Regions from separate parts of the Mus musculus genome. Here region 2 is linked to region 1. The links are chromatin contacts, called in public Hi-C maps. All regions are on one chromosome and are shown on one strand. The core of a region is the stretch at or near the end of the contact, and the rest is flanking DNA. Distances in the headings are between cores, read along the strand shown. Region 1 overlaps Ndrg3 (N-myc downstream regulated gene 3). Region 2 overlaps Samhd1 (SAM domain and HD domain, 1).

Region 1 (4,131 bases), core at 1,030-3,529:
AATCAAGACAAACCCCCAGTCATGCCCACAGACCATCCTAAGCTAGATAACCAATCCCAAAAGACAGCCTTCCCGGGTGATCCTAGATCACGTCAAGTTGACAATTAAAACTGACCGTCACAGGGCTTCCTCTCCAAAAGTCACATGTGGTGGGGGCTAAAGTTTCAGTGTGTAAAATTGGGGGGACAGAATTCACTCTGTAACATTCAAGCAAATCTGATAGCAATGCCCTTATTTGTAAGTAGCTTAGTGGCTGAGCACAACCAGGATTCCTTTGTTTAATCCTCAGTACAAACAAAACAACTACACTATATCCCAGACCAGTTCCGTAAGGTGTCAGTAAGAAGGCACAGCTTGGCATTAGCGACTCTTACATCTCCACATGTAGTTCCAACCAGAAGCCAAGCCTGAGTCATGCTGGCACCGTCTTTACCCCTGAGACTGGTCTGGAGCTGGGGTCTGGGATCTGCATTGTTAAGCACTCCCCTACCTGATTCTGAGGTCAGGTTACTTCCTTGCTGAAGCTAACCTGTCTGCTTTCCCCTGCCCTGAGAATACTCATTTCTGTGGCCAGACCTGCGCTTTATAACTATAGATTTTAGTATCTTCCTCTTCTTTGTGGTACAGTCCTTCATATACACAGAAAAATGGTATTTAATGAGTAGAGATTTCTGGAAACACTGTGGGGGGCAGTCAGCAGAAGTCAAGAAGGTGTTTACAGACTGCCAAAGGAGAGAACATAAAGTCTAGTGAAAGTCAAAGGAAGGAGTGACAAAGAGAAAAGGTCACAGGGAAGAGGGTGGGGCTGCCAGGATGCAATGTAAGTCAGAAAAAATATAAGTCAGTAGAGTAAGATGTTATAAAGGGCCTTGCTTTGGACAGAGAGAGAAGCTAGCATTGACATCTTTTGGTGCGCTCTCTCATCCCCTCTCGCCCACCAGTCTAACCACACCCTCTCCATTCTTTCCTCTAAGGATGTTGTAGACTAACACCGGCTAGAAAGTATTTAACAGAGCATCGTTAGGACAGTAAGCCAAAAGAACAGTGTAGGAAAGAGTTTCTGGTGTGCACACTGAACAGGGAGGGACAAGAAAGATCTGCTGAGTTCTAGTGGCTTTCAAGTATGCCATTCATCATGAAATTCTCCAACACCAAGATAAAATGAGGCACACTCTGCTGGATGTGGTAGAGGCAGGCGGATTTCTGAGTTCGAGGCCAGCCTGGTCTACAAAGTGAGTTCCAGGACAGCCAGGGCTATACAGAGAAACCCTGTCTTGGAAAAAAAAAAAAAACAAAAAAACCAAACACCTTTACTACCAAAAAATAAGGTAAACTCCTGACAGCTATCTCTGACGAAAATGGTCACATTGCAGACTCAGCAAACTTTTGAGAGAGCACTGGAGCCTGTACACATCACTAGCCATGCATGTTAAAATCTCCTTATGGAAACTAAAAGTCAAACATTTGGATCCTAACAAATACCACCTTGACACTTTCTATCTAAGTTGGTTGTATTATTTTTTCCTTTCTATAAAATAGAAAAACTTCAGAAAAATGACCGAATTTGCCTATGGAAAACAAAGGGTCAGGGAGACATCAAAGAGTAGGTTAGGAAATGAGTTTCAAAAAGTATCCCCATCAATAAGAATCAAGCTAAGTATTTTACTTAGTAGTCTCATATATAAAAAGTTAATTAATAGCACAAGAAAACCATCTACTCATCTTTGAGCTAAAACGAAACAGGCGTTACCTTATCATTTAGAAGCGGTTTGATCTCTGTGAGTTGAACATCCTGAAGTTCATCCATGAGGATGGCTCAGAGCAGATGAGTCTCAAGGATGAACCAGGAACTCTGAAACAGAAGAGAAGGAAGAGGAAACATGCTTACGCTGGCATTGGAAACACGACATCATCCATTCAGATACTGGACTTTCCTCCATGTACATCTTGTACTGCACAGGGCACAGCAGACGCACAGTGGAGGCAGACGGGCTCTCAACTGGCCTGTTGTTCTTCCCCTCTGGTATTCATACCTTTGCGCCCCAAACCCCACCCCTGAGTGTGGGGCAGGATCTATGTCTTGCTTTTGACTAACAGAATGAGGGAAATAAGAACGTACATGAGTGCTTTCATGTGGTACATTACAAAGTATTTAAACACCTGTCTTGCTGCCCTGCTGGTTGCATTGAGCCAGCTGGCATACTAGAAGAGAGCCATGTGGCAGGGAACTAAGGGCAGCTTCCCGTAAGACAGCAAAGAGAGGGAGGGGAAGGACAGAAAGTAACTGAGACACTCGGTTCAATAATCTCTACAAGAAACTGAATACTGCCAGCAAGCACATGACGCTAGAGATAGCTTCCTTCCCAGTGGGGACTCAGCTGAGAGAACCCTGACACTTTGTTTGAAGCCTCAGCAAGGACACATGACACCTTGAGATAATAAAGGTGTGTTGTCTTAGGTTACTATGTCTGTGGTGGTATTTTAAACAAAGAACAATAGATACAATAGTTTTTGCAGTCTGCAGTGTATATCGTGGTTCCTAAAGATGGGCAAGAGAACAATACTCTCAGAATTATGCTTCTGGAAGCAACGATGTGGAGAGAGGATTAAGGAAGGCAACAGCTGAAAATTAGTGATATAGAATAGGACCCTGTACTGGCCGGCTTTGTGTGTCAACTTGACACAAGCTAGAGTTATCACAGAGTAAGGAGCCTCCCTTAAGGAAACGCCTCCATGAGATCCAACTCTTAGGCATTTTCTCAATTAATGAATAAGTGGGGAAGGCCCACTGTGGGTGGTGCCATCCCTGGGCTGGTAGTCTTGGGTTCTAATAAGAAAGCAAGCTGAGCAAGCCAGGGAAAGCAAGCCAGTAAGGAACATCCCTCCATGGCCTCTGCATCAGCTCCTGCTTCCTGACCTGCCTGAGTTCCAGTCCTGACTTCCTTTGTTGATAAACAGCAATGTGGAAATGTAAGCTGAATAAACCCTTTCCTCCCCAACTTGCTTCTTGGTCATGATGTTTATGCAGAAACAGAAACCCTGACTAAGACAGACCCTAAATTAGTAATGGCAAGGGCAGTGAAAACAAATCAACAACTCTACTGAGGAATCTCAGTGTAATAAGGAGAACGGTAGCTGACCTGAGATGACCTTCTAAGAGTCCACTATCCTTGATACTTGATATTCACACTCAAATGTAATCACCCACCTGAACAAATCAGGAATGTCGTACATTACTCATAGAACATAAGCGAAGTGATAAAATATGACTTTTTAGAATTCCCTTACATGGACATTTTAGTTTCTGTGATTTCTATCACCAAGGGAGAAAACTAGTATATTGTTAGGGCACACACAGACCTCTGAAGGTCCACGTAGAGGAACCAACACATCAATACTAACCTGCTAGCCACATGAGTGATCTTGCAAAAGAAGTCTAAAGCCTCAGTCAGAGCTTAGATGTCTAAGCCATAGAAACACCTGACTGCAACCATATGAGACACTGACCAAATTGTACTGTCAAGGCATTCTGGGTTCCTGACCCACAGAAACTATAAAAGATAATAAATAATTTTATTTCAAAAGGATATGTTCTACAGCAATAAGTAGCCAGTAAGGAGGACCACATTGTGGAGTTCAAAGAAAGGAAGGTGGCTGAGGGAGATGAGGTAACTAAGCAGAAAGCCTTCCTTCACCCCAGCGTACAGCCCTGGATAGGCTGTAAGCACTGGATACTGCAGCCACATGGTTCTCCCTCTGTGGAGAAAGCACCACACTTTCTTCCTTCTTTCTTGTCCCTGGACCTATCAGAGCAGGAAAAAACCCTAACTCAATGATCTTGAATTGTGGCCATTCAACGCCACTTACTGGAAAGCTCCTGTGCAAAGCACTAGGAAAGATCAGAGTGTCTCTTCCTCCTAGGAACTTACAGAACAGCAGAGATGACTATGGTCTCTAAAATGATAAATATAAAGAATAGTCAAGAGTCCTAGGTGGGAACAATCACTTCTAACCTGTGAGAATTAAGACAACTTTCAAAAGAGACTGGTGTGCTACAAAAGAGACTGGTATACTATAGATGCTTGACAAATGCTGGAATTATACCCTGACTAAACCCACGGTGGACAGAAA
Region 2 (4,131 bases), core at 1,149-3,648, 150 kb after region 1:
AATGCACAACGGGAGGAGTCTCACTGAAGCGCTCTCAGATTCTCTCTTACTGACCCCCCCGCTCTACACCACCATTATATACCAGTTTATTATTCCATAAATACAATGAATAACACTTTATAAAATATAATAATTCACATTACCAAGGAGATTATTACCAGATCATATCGGTAGAATGACTATCATTCTAAAATTTAGGGTTTTTTTCCCCCCATCAACAGAACATTTGAAGTGATAAGCTGTTTGTTAGTGCTTCCACCTTGTGGTCTACTAGGATATTGCACTGCTAGGAACTCAAAATCCCAGCTCTGGCGTCAAGATCTGAACTGAATTCTCAGATCTGTCACCTCTTTGCTCACCTCCTTGCTCCCATCTCTGCTCACTCATCACAATCACTGCAAAGATCAAATGACCCCAGAGACATCCGCCCTATTGTGCATTTTAACAAAACTGACTCAAAATGAAAACAAACCTGAAATGATCCTATAACTATTTTGAATTGGCTCAACTATGAACAGATATCTGTTCATAATTAACAGATATCTTATCAACGTATGTTATCTTGATGATATGTTTTCTGTTTTGAGTAAAGGTCTCATTACATGACCCACATTGACCTAAACTCACTACACAGCGTGGCCTGGAGCTTGCAATTGACTCCTTGTGGCCTCTGGAGTAATTACTGGAGAATGCTGGATCACACTGTGTGAATTCAGGCACACAATCACTGTTTGAAGTACAAAATCATATTATCCAATAATAGTAATTAGGGAAGCGTGAGACATGGGGTTGGAGAAGTGGCTTAGAGGTTAAGAAAACCTGCTATCCACGCCGAGGACCTGGGTTTGGGCTCCAGCACCAGCATGGTGACTCACACCATCCGTTAGTGCAGATCCAGGGTATCCAATGGCTTATTCTCACCTCTGTACCAGGCACGAAAGTGATCACACACATGTGCATTCAGGCAACACTTATAGAAAATAAAATACATAATTTTAAAAATCCTGTGAAATTGGATCTGGGAAATAATTTTCTTAAAAAGTGTGAAACAGAATCTAGGAAGATTCATTATATATGGGAAGTTTGAAAGTGTTAATAAATTTAGATCTATGAGAAAAGGATTGACTACTATTCAAAAACATTATCCTTATTAAGCTGGGGCTATAACTGCAGATAAGACAGTTAAAAGAAAAAAAAAGTATTCTTATAAATAAAGGGAAGATTGTATTTGTACTATTTGTATAGAAGAATTAATTCCACATGAGGTCAAGTATGAAATGAAAAAAGTAAATATATATTTTTTTAAAGATTTATTTATTTTTTTATTATATGTAAGTACATTGTAGCTGTCTTCAGACACTCCAGAAGAGGGAGTCAGATCTCATTATGGATGGCTGTGAGCCACCATGTGGTTGCTGGGATTTGAACTCCGGACCTTCGGAAGAGCAGTCGGGTGCTTTTACCCACTGAGCCATCTCACCAGCCCCTAAATATATTTTCTAAAGGCTGGAGATACAGCTTAGTTGTACAGCACTTACCTATCACATGTATAACATATGTATTTGACCCCTAGCGCACACACATCAGGCACGCGCACACACAAACACACATATAGCACACAGAGAGAGAGAGACAAATATACACACATGGCACACATACAATAACGGCAGAGTAGCTCCTAGATCCTATTAGATCAGTCCTGCTTGAGAAAGAAATTATAAACCCTGGACAACTAACTCCCTAACTGTTCATCGGCCAAAAGCAAGCAGGTGTTAAAAGGGAGGAAAAGTAGGAGGGGACGGGCCAAGAGCTATCTATTCACACAGGGTGAGGTTGTGGACTAGCATCTGGGATTTTCACACGCTGCTTGTGAGCGGGTAAAGTAGAGCACACTGGAAAACCCAGTTAAGTAAACATCTGGCATATGACTCAGTAATTCTACTTCAGGTATTCAGTCAGGAGACAGGAGAAGATATTTCCACAGAGCTGTTATACAGCATCACCCACAGCAACCTGAGATGTAGTAGCTCAAATCCAAAACAACATGAAGTTCATCCAAAGAAGCAAGGACAAACTGTGGCTCATACACTAGGATACAATCTTAGCAGTAAGAAGCCATCAACGTGCAGGAATCTTAAAATCATTATACGGCACAAAAGAGCATTCACTTATGACTGTACTGTGCCGGGGAGCAAACCTAACAAGTCAATTGTTGTCAAGGGATCTCCCACTAACCTTTGCTCTTAGCCCACTTATCAACTTTTTAAATGGTTAAACATTAGAGGAAGCCCCCCTAAGCCCCCCCCCCCACGAAGTGCAAACAACAGGAAATCATATTTGCAACAGCTTTGATAGTATAAGGGAAACCAAGATACCACATCTAAGAGGAGAGAGGTGAAGCTGTGTGTGTGTGTGTGTGTGTGTGTGTGTGTGCACTGCTGTGGGTCTGATCGCCAGCATCACAGAAAACAAGCCTGACACAAGGGAAATTTCCAAATGATGAAAATGGTCCACATCCCCACTTGCCAAACTCAGATCAGCTCTGCACAGTTTCAGCCAGGAGGGATGGATAGATAGCACACGCCTTTAATCCTAGCTCTACAGAAACAGAAGCAGGCAACAGTTTCAAGGCCAGCTTGGTCTCCACAGTGAGACCTTGTCCTAGAATAAAAACAACACAACATATATCTGCATAATTTATTGAATGCAAATTATACCTAAAAAAAAAAAAAAAGAGGGCAGAGAACAAAGGGCTTGGCGTGTAAGGAGCTTTCGTCTTGCGTCCCTGCGCTTTTCTATGCCAAGGGTAGTAGAAACTGGGAAGCCAATCTCATTTCTCAGAAACTGCTTCAAAATGTACAGGTTCATCTCCAGTAAATGTGTAATTATAAAGGGTTCGCTTAAAGCCTGAAGTGAGGGTGTACCATACGCTCAGCATTGGGGAGGCTGAGGCAGAACAGAGGACAAAGTCACCCTGAACTATATAGGAAGACCCCGTGTTAAAACAAACGCTCAGTTACTGAGACCGACGATACTTAAGTTCACGGCTATTACCAAAATGAAAGCTGAAGCTGGGCTTTAAAAACAAACCCTAGGGGTTGCCGAGATGGCTCAGAGTTTAAGAGTAGTGTCTACTCCTCTAGAGGTCCTGAGTTCAATTCCCAGCAGCCACGTGGTGGCTCATAACGATCTAAAATGAGAGCTGATGCCTAAGAGTTCTGATTCTGCAGGCAGAATATTGTATATATAACAAATGAATGAACAAATAAATAAATCTTTAAAAGAAAACAAAGTCTACAGTAATCTGACAGAGTAGAACGGACACTGCATTGAAAGAGGGGAGCTGGCTCTCCAGGGCTGGTCCACCACTCCATGACCCTGTGAAGTCAGGCACATCTCTATGCTTCTGAGGGCTCTGAACAGAAGATAAGGTCCTTTCTCCACAGGCTACTGTGAGGGCTGAAACACAGACCCATGAACAGAAGCACCCTGAATGCTGTCCCAGGGAAGGATGCTACAACACACAGAAGGAAACAGATCTTAGTTGAATAACTAGATAAAATACTACTTCTTTCTATGGACTTTGCGACACATCAATACATACCTTCCACTTTTTCTCTGGGCGAGCCCGTGGGATAAACCTTCCATCAAACATATGAGAAAATGGCCCATGACCTAAAAACAAAAGCAGTCTTCAAATAAAAAAAATATTTATAAATTGGTAAAAACTGAAAAGTTAAAAAATTTTTGTTTACTTTGAATATCAACAGCTACTGTTAATAATGTATACATTAATAATAATAATTAGTAATAATAAAAACAGAACACACCTGACCTTTCAATTTTCCAAATCAACAGACTAAGAGGCAAGGCCATATTGGAAAGTTAACACTGCTTGGATTGGTCTCCAGTTTTGTATTAATGACAAGGAATGCTAAAGAGTTTTTCGTAAAATAGTCAAGGTTCATTTATTTTGGGCTGGGGTTGCGGCTCAGTGGGAGAGCCAATGCCTAGTACATACAGGTCCTACAGTTGAGTCTGATCGCCAAAACCGAAAAGCATACAAGAACCAAGCATCTTCTAAGAAGGGCCACCAAGCCTCCTGCACCCTCGGGGCTGACAGAAAGACCG

Evidence for each region. A called contact is a pair of places that touch in the nucleus more often than the background predicts.
Region 2: a contact with region 1 is called in a Hi-C map of CD4 T cells, with 2.1 times the contacts expected there. The contact joins two enhancer-like sites. A contact is called at or near these places in 3 of 484 Hi-C or Micro-C datasets (all in CD4 T cells), 1 of 115 datasets of contacts at active chromatin or transcription factors (embryonic stem cells) and 4 of 9 other capture datasets (adipose tissue, embryonic stem cells, liver and 1 more).

The regions. Positions count from the first base shown.
Region 1 is chr2:156,968,287-156,972,417 of GRCm38.p6, forward strand. Ndrg3 (N-myc downstream regulated gene 3) reads right to left here. Exons shown (of 16, transcript NM_013865.2): 2 at 1,751-1,852. The coding sequence starts at 1,807. Among named protein-coding and RNA genes, the nearest start is that of Ndrg3, 22 kb to the right of the region's middle. Within about 2 kb of position 2,280, at least 26 of the 459 cell types and tissues checked have an H3K27ac peak or open chromatin away from gene starts, as enhancers often do.
Region 2 is chr2:157,116,878-157,121,008 of GRCm38.p6, forward strand. It overlaps Samhd1 (SAM domain and HD domain, 1), which reads right to left. Exons shown (of 16, transcript NM_018851.4): 6 at 3,605-3,675. Among named protein-coding and RNA genes, the nearest start is that of Samhd1, 16 kb to the right of the region's middle. Within about 2 kb of position 2,399, at least 24 of the 459 cell types and tissues checked have an H3K27ac peak or open chromatin away from gene starts, as enhancers often do.